Regions from separate parts of the Drosophila melanogaster genome. Here regions 2 and 3 are each linked to region 1. The links are chromatin contacts, called in public Hi-C maps. All regions are on one chromosome and are shown on one strand. The core of a region is the stretch at or near the end of the contact, and the rest is flanking DNA. Distances in the headings are between cores, read along the strand shown.

What was found. Hi-C and Micro-C count contacts between places; a contact is called where the count stands out from the background.
Region 2: a contact with region 1 is called in a Hi-C map of the Kc167 cell line, with 2.7 times the contacts expected there. A contact is called at or near these places in 2 of 107 Hi-C or Micro-C datasets (the Kc167 cell line and the S2 cell line) and 1 of 7 datasets of targeted methods (the Kc167 cell line).
Region 3: a contact with region 1 is called in a Hi-C map of the Kc167 cell line, with 4 times the contacts expected there. A contact is called at or near these places in 7 of 107 Hi-C or Micro-C datasets (the D17-c3 cell line, the Kc167 cell line, the OSC cell line and 2 more) and 3 of 7 datasets of targeted methods (all in the Kc167 cell line).

The regions. Positions count from the first base shown.
Region 1 is chr3L:7,638,934-7,642,280 of dm6, reverse strand. It overlaps Urm1 (Ubiquitin-related modifier 1), which reads left to right and starts at 1,835. Exons shown (of 5, transcript NM_206296.3): 1 at 1,835-1,877; 2 at 1,944-2,011; 3 at 2,075-2,156; 4 at 2,217-2,265; 5 at 2,322-2,470. The coding sequence starts at 1,840. The coding sequence ends at 2,390. It overlaps Pura (Puratrophin-1-like), which reads right to left. Exons shown (of 17, transcript NM_206294.3): 17 at 2,708-3,347. The coding sequence ends at 3,244. CG7506 reads left to right here and starts at 633. Exons shown (of 2, transcript NM_139887.5): 1 at 633-1,195; 2 at 1,254-1,483. The coding sequence starts at 698. The coding sequence ends at 1,466. It overlaps snoRNA:Me18S-A1806 (a small nucleolar RNA gene), which reads right to left and starts at 2,564; the gene lies at 2,487-2,564.
Region 2 is chr3L:7,433,707-7,437,053 of dm6, reverse strand. Rac2 (Rac2,) reads left to right here and starts at 1,864. Exons shown (of 1, transcript NM_001274588.2): 1 at 1,864-3,347. The coding sequence starts at 2,544. The coding sequence ends at 3,122. All of the region lies in intron 1 of CG42458, which reads right to left. CG14835 reads left to right here. Exons shown (of 1, transcript NM_139865.2): 1 at 1-246. The coding sequence ends at 180.
Region 3 is chr3L:7,509,301-7,512,647 of dm6, reverse strand. It overlaps CG7546, which reads right to left and starts at 1,662. Exons shown (of 10, transcript NM_168217.4): 1 at 1,206-1,662; 2 at 1,020-1,137; 3 at 732-943; 4 at 1-675. The coding sequence starts at 1,271. It also overlaps asRNA:CR45896.

The DNA.
Region 1 (3,347 bases), core at 586-3,085:
AATTCGTATCCACATGCCACTCTTCCTTGTGTGTTTTTGGTTTTGGCATAATACCGCAAACGGGAAGCTCCCCCACTCACTTTTCTTGTTAATCAATTACAAACTGCAGTACGTACTCAATATTTGCCGAATTACTAGCTCTATTGTTCCGAATTGGTTGGAAAATCATTGGGAAATACAATCGAATTTTTTGGCAGCAATATCCTAAAGTAGGTCAACACTTTGAATAATATTTGCAAACGCCTTTCCTACCGTTTTAAGCGTGAGTGTAAGTGAATTTTAATCGATGTATAAGTGTTAAATAATCAGCTCCTAATTGGTAAGTACAAGTGTAATTATTATTAATTTTTATTTTTGTATTTTTTAAAGAGAATCTTATCTTATAAGATTGTAATATTGGTCGGTTTAATGTAAATTAATTTTAGCTTAGAAATGTTAGAATTTTAGGATTTTAAATTTTTAATATTTGTTTTTAGTATCAATAAGTAAAAATAGTCAGTATCGATTTAAATTTCCGTTGTCAGTGCAATGTTGCCGTTTCCTGTTTCGGTATTCAAAAGGAGAGTTGGTATATTTTGAATAGACGTATCGTTTCTGGATTCTTTTAGCGCCCAAGTGTGGGCCACACTGCAACTCGTGTTATTTAACGTTCGGCAAAAACAGCTGTTTATTTCTACTGAAATAAGTAAATTACACCATGTTAGGCCTGCGAGCGATGCTGCCAAAAGGGAAACACTTTGCTGTTGTCCTGGGAAATGTCAGCCGTCAGATTACCCTGCCCCACAACTGCAGATGCATTACTAGTGCCTCATGGACAAGACCACAGCAGTCACAACCACAGAACTTCCAGCAAAACAGGTGGCTTTCGGTGAAGTCGACGAAAACTGAATCCGACGATGCACTGCAGCGGATCTACTATGGAACTCTTGCGCCACGCATGAAAATGGTCAAGTTCTTTTCGCTGAGCACCAGCTTAGCCGGCTTGGCCGCCCAGCCCATTCTTCTCGAGCAGGGAATGAAAATCGGAGGAACTGGAATGGCCGTATTCCTCTGCACCGTCGGTGGATTCTTCACCTTTGTGACTCCTCTGCTGCTGCACTTTATTACCAAGAAATACGTGACGGAGCTGCACTACAATCCACTAACGGAGGAGTACACGGCCACCACAATATCCCTGCTTCTGCAAAAAATCAAGGTGGGTAGAGCAAATTTAAAAGAGCTTGCCTTCAATGTACATATTATTTACCTTTTAGACTACTTTCCGACCAAATGATGTGGTCGTTCCGGAGGTTCCCGGCATGTTCACCTCTTTTCTGGTCAACAAACGACCTCTGTTTGTGGATCCAGCGCTTTTCGATGATCCCGAGCACTATGTTAAGATAATGGGTTACGACAAACCGATCGATTTCAAACTGGATCTGACTCCGAATCCTGAAAAGTCGAAAACGAGCGAGGAGAAGCAATAAAAAAAACGCTCTTTATGATAACGTGTTTTTTTTAATTTCATAAATTCACAACGAAATGTAAAATGTCTTCTTAGAGCACAGATCATAATATGCTAATGAAAACTTTACCTAGCGTTCCATTGGAATGCCACCTGTTTATGTTTCTCAATGGGAATAATTATAATGCTGAGTCCCCTCGTCGAAGGTGAATGGTAAAGGTAAATTTACGTACAAATTATAATTTCTTTCAAAATGCAATAATTTTTGGAAGTTTAGAGCATGTGGTTGCCAGACTTTTTAGAAATTAGGATTCTATATTTGGTATTATTTTTGAATGGTGGATTTTTTTGAAAAGCTTAGACGCGGTCACACATTTATTTACATCGAACATATGATGGGCACGCCGGAATTAAAAATCATATTAGAATTCAGGTATATAAAGCCTTGTTCGAATTATTATTTCCAATAAATGAGACAATTTGTAATTTAATTTCGTAGTGCAGGGGCGGAGTTACTATTTGGTAACATAAAACGCCGTGAATTGAACTTGGACGGTAAACAAAAATGTATGTTCTAAAAGATGTTTTAAACTTGAGTGAAATCGGTTATGAATTATATATATTTTAAAGGGACTATTGCTAATCTGCTTAAGTGGATGCATGCGAATATTTTAACGGAGCGTCCGGAACTTTTTCTTCAAGGAGATACTGTGTAAGTTTGGCTTAAACTATAAGGGATACATAGTCTATACTTTCTATTGTATGTTTTCAGGCGACCTGGAATTTTAGTACTCATAAATGATACAGACTGGGAATTGCTGGTAAGTAAGAGTACAGAATATGGAATTCTAAAAACTATAATTAACTCAACTTCTAGGGTGAACTGGACTACGAGCTGCAGCCCAACGACAATGTGTTGTTTATATCAACTTTACACGGTGGTTAAAAAACGTTCTGGAATCTAAATTATAGGAGAAAAGTTTATTTTTATACTACAACCCATTAAATTGTATTCAAAAAACAAACAAAAACAGTTTTTGACTGAATCAGAATTACGTCCCTTTACCAGAGGCAAAGGCCCACACGATGGTTCGGGTAGTAAAGTTTTCATCATATCATCTAGAGATTGTAAGCTAGCAGGTTTTCGCTATTTATAAAAGCACAGCATTGAACAAGCACTTGGGAATTGTAGGGAAGTTAAAAATAGAACAATCCAGATGCGGTTTGGCGGGTAATTCGAAGTAAGGACAACACGTTAGTTTTACATTGAAGCAACATTTATTGAATTTAAATTTTCGCTTAAAATTATTTATCGAGTTATTATGAAGTATAGATATATTTTTTTAATGTTCGTTTACGATTATTTTAACTATAGGCACTTAGGTTACATATCAACTAACTGTACGTAATGAAGTTCGATTCAGATATGTTGGGCATCGGCCACGCCCCTTTTTCGGGTGCTGCTCATGGCTCCCATCGATTTCTGTGTGTGTGTGGTGCGGATCGTTCGATTGTGTGGACTAAGAACTAGATATGTATGAAACTTGCTTCGACATTGACACGCTGAATTCAATAATTTCGACTGATTTTTCCGATAAACAAGGCAAAACGAAAAGCAGCGACTATGACAAATTAACGAAAACTAAAAATGTAATAAATAATAAATAACAAAAATAATGAAATAAAATTAGCGATCGAACGTAATACGATGATACTACATGGGATCCGATGAAACCGTTCTGCTAAAGCTATTAATGGGGATTTATACTATATCTAGATGCGATGCTCCAGGAGCTCCTCTATTTGCCGCTTTCCGGACTGGCGGACTCCGCTGCGTGGGCGTAGGATCGATATCGCCGCAGGATTACCGTGGATGCACTCGTCGTTGAAGCTCCGGATGCTC
Region 2 (3,347 bases), core at 615-3,114, 210 kb after region 1:
AGGACGCGCTCTGATGTTCAGTCAAGTAAGCGTAGAATCTGTCGTGGAAATGCCAAGACGCATAGGAAGAAGCGGCAGCAGAAGATGGGTGCAACGAGCCGGAAGCGAAGTCCAGGGATTGGAAGTACCAGGTGTACCAGGTATACATCCCAATTTCACTGGGAAAACCCGCCTCTTTAAAAACCTTGATGAACCCTTTTGACCACCGGATATGCTAGCAATGGAAAATATAGGTACACTGCAATCAAATGTTTTTTTTTTCTGGGAGCTTAAAGGCTCATTTGGGTTTCAAAATGTTATGGTTTAAGTAAATAACTTTGCTGAAAGGTAATTTGATAACTGCATTATTTGTTGCGCTTATCGCTTTTCAACTTAATTTAACACCATTGTTTTAGCCAAAAGCTTTCGATTGGTTAATCTATTAAATTACGCTGTAATTTGAAAATTAATTCGAAAAAGTGTTGTTTTTGTTTCACGCCCTGACCCGCTGATAACCTTGCGACGCCCACCCGCCCACTTGAAATCGAATACGAAATCGAATGATTCATCCACGCACAAACGGAAACAGAAACATTTATTCCACTTGAACGGACTTCATTGGCGATTTAATTGTTGCGGATTTTTTACAGTAAATTCCATTAAAAACTTTTTGAAAATGCATATTATTGAAATTCATATATTCGTGCTTGTTGTTCGGATTGCTGGAGAACAAATTTTGTGGCGCCTATTTAATTATCCAATTACAGCAGCACCATCAGCAGTGCGAGAAATTAACTTAAATGCGAAAATATTCGCCGACGGCACTTTAAACATTTCCATTTTAAAATCAATGCGAAAATGGGCGTGGCATGTGGAGGACGGGGGGGGGGGATGTTTTGGGCTTCTGGTTGGTGGGGCGGAAGCCAAAACACAAACACGAAATATTTCGGCTATCACTTTTGGCTGAATGCGGATGCGGCGGATTCGGTGGATTCGGTTTGGGTTCTGTTTTTGCTTTTCGGTTTTTACTGTCGATATTTTGCACTGTTTGCCAATGTTATTTGTTTGTTATTCCTTGGGCTTTGGTTTTTGCCGACACACGCAATTTTGTGGTCCATTAAAACAGTCAACGGCAGCAAATATCGCTGGTCATGAAAAATTTAATAATTCGTTTAAGAATTAGATGGGATGTAACGGTCGTAAATTAATATGGCCCGAATTAAGGAGAATTAAAAGTAATTCCAGAATCTAAATTTGAGTTTCCAATTTTAAAATATGAATACTTCCATTTAAGTATATTCATCCAAAGACTGTGACACATATTTAGGTCACATAATTGATTCATCAATAAAAAAAATATTGTTCAATTAATATTTATATCGCGCGATATCAACGTTTTGCTTGTTTTTGGTGTGGCACTGTAATTGTACCGCGATAAGCTACGGGCGATTTGTACCTGAGTTGGGTACCGCACATCTCTGATAGCCTCTAGTCGCGTGGAAATTGGCTCAAAACAACAGCAACGGTCGGGAAATTCGTGGAAAACCGTCGAACGAATATAGAAAACTCTACAAAAACGACCAAAGCAAGGTCAAGTAAAGAGACTCACTATCTCTGTCTCGCTCTGCTCTCTGTGGATTGCCACGACTAACGTCACCGAGCGAATGACTCACTGTGACTAATTTTATGGGACTGCACTGTGCCAGTGCCGCTCTCGCTCACGTTCGCTCGCTCGCTCTTTGTGTGGGAGAGCGTATGCGCGCAGCGCTTCGTTTAAGCGACTAACGCACGCGAACGAGCGAGACAGCCGTACAAGCCAGTTGAAAGAGCGAAAACTACAGTGAAAAAACAAGTACAACAACTGCCAGCGGAGGCAGAAATTTTCTTCAATCGCCGCGAAGATTTCACAGCGTTTGGGCGTGTTTTTTCCGTTTCTGCCACAGAAAATCAGCAAATCCCCACATATGCGGGCCCAATTAATTCATAAATAATATACCGACCGAACAGAAAGAACGCCGTCACGGTTCTGCTTTCAATTAAGAATATTGATTTGACAACTTTCGCGATAAATCAAACTCCACTTCAAATTCGCATCTCTCTCTGTACGCGATTGCTTGAATGTGTGTGTGTGTGTGGGCAGAATTTGTATTAGTGCGTGAGCAAATTATTGTATAATCGCCAAAAAAAAAAAACAATAAAAGCAAAACGCCAACGCGAAAAGCAAAAGCTATACAATTAGAAAAACTAGCTGAGCTGCGATACAAGGCAAAACTAAATTGTGTGACTAAAATTTGTCTGTTGAACAGAAAAAAGAAAAGTACAAAATAGTTCAAAAGTACAAATATCGAAGCATTCAAAAACTGTCTGACCTACTGAATTGAATGAATTACCCCAAAGTAATTATAAGTTAAGCTGCCACAAAGAAAACCAGTTGAGCCACTGGAAATCGAGCACGAAACCAGCTGATCCACTGAAAAACCCTCTGCCCCCAGCGCACAAGCAACCCATCGAGCTGCTGAACCCATCGATTGCCCAGTAGTACCACCAGTACAGTAGCCTTCATCATGCAGGCCATCAAGTGTGTGGTTGTGGGCGACGGAGCGGTGGGAAAGACCTGTCTGCTGATCAGCTATACGACCAACGCCTTCCCCGGCGAGTACATACCCACGGTGTTCGACAACTATTCGGCGAATGTGATGGTGGATGCCAAGCCCATCAATCTGGGCCTCTGGGATACGGCTGGACAGGAGGACTACGATCGCCTGAGGCCGCTATCCTATCCGCAAACGGATGTCTTTCTCATCTGTTTCTCACTGGTGAATCCGGCATCGTTTGAGAATGTGCGAGCCAAATGGTTTCCCGAGGTGCGTCATCATTGCCCGAGTGTGCCGATAATCCTGGTCGGCACCAAACTGGATCTGCGCGACGATAAGCAGACGATCGAGAAGCTGAAGGACAAGAAGCTAACACCGATCACCTATCCCCAAGGACTGGCGATGGCCAAGGAAATAGCTGCGGTCAAGTATCTGGAGTGCTCGGCCCTGACCCAAAAGGGTCTGAAGACGGTCTTCGACGAGGCCATACGATCCGTGCTATGTCCTGTCGTTCGAGGACCCAAGCGGCACAAGTGCGCCCTGCTCTAAGAACTTTGAACCCACCCAAAACAAAAACGCGAAGAACTTCAACAAAAACAAAAAAAAAAACGAGAAGAGAAGAGAACAAAGCGCAAAATTCTGTGCAAAATATTCATATTCGCTTTGTTGGGTCTTTAGTTACAGCAGATAGTGTGTGAGTGTGTGTATTGTGTGTGTGTGTGATGTGAGTGCAAGTGTGAGCGCGTCTCTGGGTTGCGAGTGTGACGGCATGAG
Region 3 (3,347 bases), core at 413-2,912, 130 kb after region 1:
ATAGTGCTGAATAACTTGGGCCAACACCTGAGGACGAGTGCGTCGCCTGGGTCCTGAGTTGTTGCCGCCTTCGGCAGCCGCGTCATTTGCTGATCCAACCGAGGATGTGGGAGTCTCTGCTGCAGTGACTTGCTGGCCACCAACTGCTCCTTCCGCCTCCGGCTCTGGTGTTGGCGTGACCGAACGATCTGATGCTCCATCGGCCACTTCGTCGTCCGTTTCGATAACATCCTCGATAATCACAGTAGCAGCTGTGGTTTCACCACTAGCATTACTTGCAGCTCCACTGGCTGCTCCCTCACTTGTTATAGCTTCGGCTGTTCTCTGCTGGCTCGTCTCGCCATTCTCATTGGTATAAACCGTGGGCAGCTGAACCACCGTATAGTTGCGTGCTCCTGTATGCGAAAGAGCAGCGGTCACGGCATCTTGGACCATATCGATGATGTTATTGTTGCGTGGCAGATCAGTCGAGGAGACACCTACTTCCACGACTGTGGACTCCATCGACCAGCGACCGCGCTGCAGAATGTCCAGTGATTGATTGTTCAGGCCAACGGCAGGATTTTCCAGATAAGCTGCTATATTGTCAGCGCAATCGATCATGTGCAGGGCGACCGTGATGCGGTTAATGCAGAAGGACGACGAGTTGGGATAACGATTCGGTGGAGGACGTGTCTGCTAAGATACGTTTAAATACGCGTGTTGAAAGAGCTTTCATCTTAATGGCTTACCCCAGCTACTGGACCATTGTTCACCGGTATGGCCATGGTGCCCACCAGCATTCCATCGAGGGCGCGGAAGTACGGAGAAGTACGCATTCCGGGCGGCGGCGGACGTGCCACATTGCGGAAGGTTCGCATGGGTTCATCATTGTTGCGGGCATTGGCTCCGCGCTGCGAGAATGGTGGTCGTTCGGCCACATGGAGCACCTTGCCATCCACATCTGCATGGGCATTGATATTGTTGTATTAGATATAAGTGCATATATATATGTGGGTGCTCCCGGGGGCATGACTCACCATATTCCTTCACCTGCTTATCATCGACCAGAACGCGACCCTGGTAGATGATACGCTGGTTTTCCGCCGCAATGTTAGTCTTCTCGGCTATTTGGTCCTTGAACTGGCGGATGGTGAGCTGGAAATGGGTGGGGTGCATGGATATAAAGAAGCCCCTAGACCTGGACACACAACCTCAAACATTACCTCATTGTCGATGCTGAATTCGTGGATGCGCGCATCTAAGGTCTTCACCTTAAGGTTTATGAGCATTTTCCGGCCGGACTGCGTCGCAAATCAATTGAAAATCTCGTTTTTCTTTCGGTTTTCCCCGTGCCGTGCAAAAAAACAGTCGAAAAGGGTTCGTTGGTGGAGGGGGGAAGGCGGGGAATCTTGTCGGTGTCGCTGTCACCTGCTCTCTCGCTCGCACTCGCTGTCGTTGGCCTTTGGCTTTTCCGGACACGTTTTCGCACTGCTCAACTAGCGGTAAATATGTATACGTTTTCACTGATCTCCGCCTGCTTTCGGATCGGGCAAATATATGCTGGGCTTCTATGCTAACGCGCCGAGCGACTTTGCAATTCAACAACAGCAGTGGACGAGAATAATTACTGGAATTTGACAGTGTGGCAGTGTTGCCAACTCTCGGAGTGAAAGAGCAGCCAAATGCCATCTTGTAAAAAGCTAAACTAGCAGGTATTGATAAATAAATTCCGTTTTAAAGCAAAAATTAAGCGATCTGTCAAAAATGATATGTATTGTATGGAGCAGTTGAAAATTATTTTATTGAGTTTGGTAACGATTACAAAAATTGGAATATGCAGATAAATAACCTTTTTTCTGAAGCTTAAAATATATTATAACAAAAATATATTATAACAACTTGTCTTAAGATTAAAATATAATATATTATATTAATTTGTCTGAAGTTTAAAATATAATAGCTGCATATGTCTACAAAATAGATAAGTTGCCAGCTCAGCATATAGTACACAAAATGTCCTAAAATACCCAAATTATTATTTCAGTGGCAAACACAAAGAAGAATACAGCACTGTTAGCATTGACTCAAACCAGAGTGCACGAATTTTTTTCTTGTCTGGCAGCCCTAAAAACCACTTAGGCGGTTCTTTTGAATTTGTACTAAATATATTAATCTGTTTTATTTATATTGTTTTTGAACATTCTTTGCTATCCTAACCTAACCGAAAGGTATAATATCTCCAGGGAATTGCCTAGACTCTTGCCCACAATGTAAAGCGTGTGGGGCATGAGCGAGATGAGCGCTATAAAAACGTTTAAAGAACTGCACATGTGAAATACAATTCACCCATCAACCTTTTCGCCCCTAACCCCACACCAACCCTTAATCACCCCACCGCCTTTGACTGCATCCTGTGGGAATTTTTGGGCACTGCACATGAAAAGCGGCGTTTGAATAATAAAGAAAAGAAAACACGGAAAACAGGGGAAAGTCAGCCAAGACGCAAAGGTGTAGGGCAACTTTTCGCTTTGAATATTTAAGTGGCGCTGTGGCATCGGTAGTGGAAGTAAAATAAGCAGAAGGCTGCGAAGGAAAGCCAACCGCAGCTAACACAATTTTTCGCATACCCCTTGCCGGAATTGTGCGGAAATTTGATTTAATGTCTGCGATTGTGAGCCTTTCCACGGGCTCAAAGTGATTGCGACGAGCCCTTATTTTCCGGACTGAAAAGATGCCACGGAAATGGGCAGTGGCAGATTGCCGAGTGCACCATTCTCTTTGAGGATTTTTTTTTTTTTTAACTGAGTTTTTAGCAAGCAATTGAATGATTAATTACAGTATTTTCAAAAAAATACCTTGCTTAAAGTTTGTAGATTTTTTTTTTAATAATAAAAGATGTTTTTGTAAGCTTGTTGTCAGGATATATGCTATGTTTAAATGTTTGATTCCCAATTAAGCATTTTGAGAAAATTGATGTACAAATTACAAACAGTTAATTGTATTAAAATGCTCAGCCTACATTTCGCTTACAATATGGATTATGCTTGGCGTGAAAGTATAAATAATAATTATTAACGTTTTTCACCGACTTTGCGCGGTCCAAGTGCAAGTTTTACAATTTACAAATTGCTTTTAAATGGGCTGTGAAAAGTTTTAATGAGTTTTCCACGCAGCCGTCCTTCATCTAAGCGCCCAGTACATTCCGCCCACCGCCTTGTCAACGATTTCTGTTTATGCATTTTCATTTTCATTATCATTCCCTTTTTTTCGACCAGCACTGCCCTCTCGTTTTCCGCTTTCCATTTGTTATTAAGCTAACGCTTTCCGTTACTTTTTATTACTTTTTTGCACCAAAAGTTTTTCCT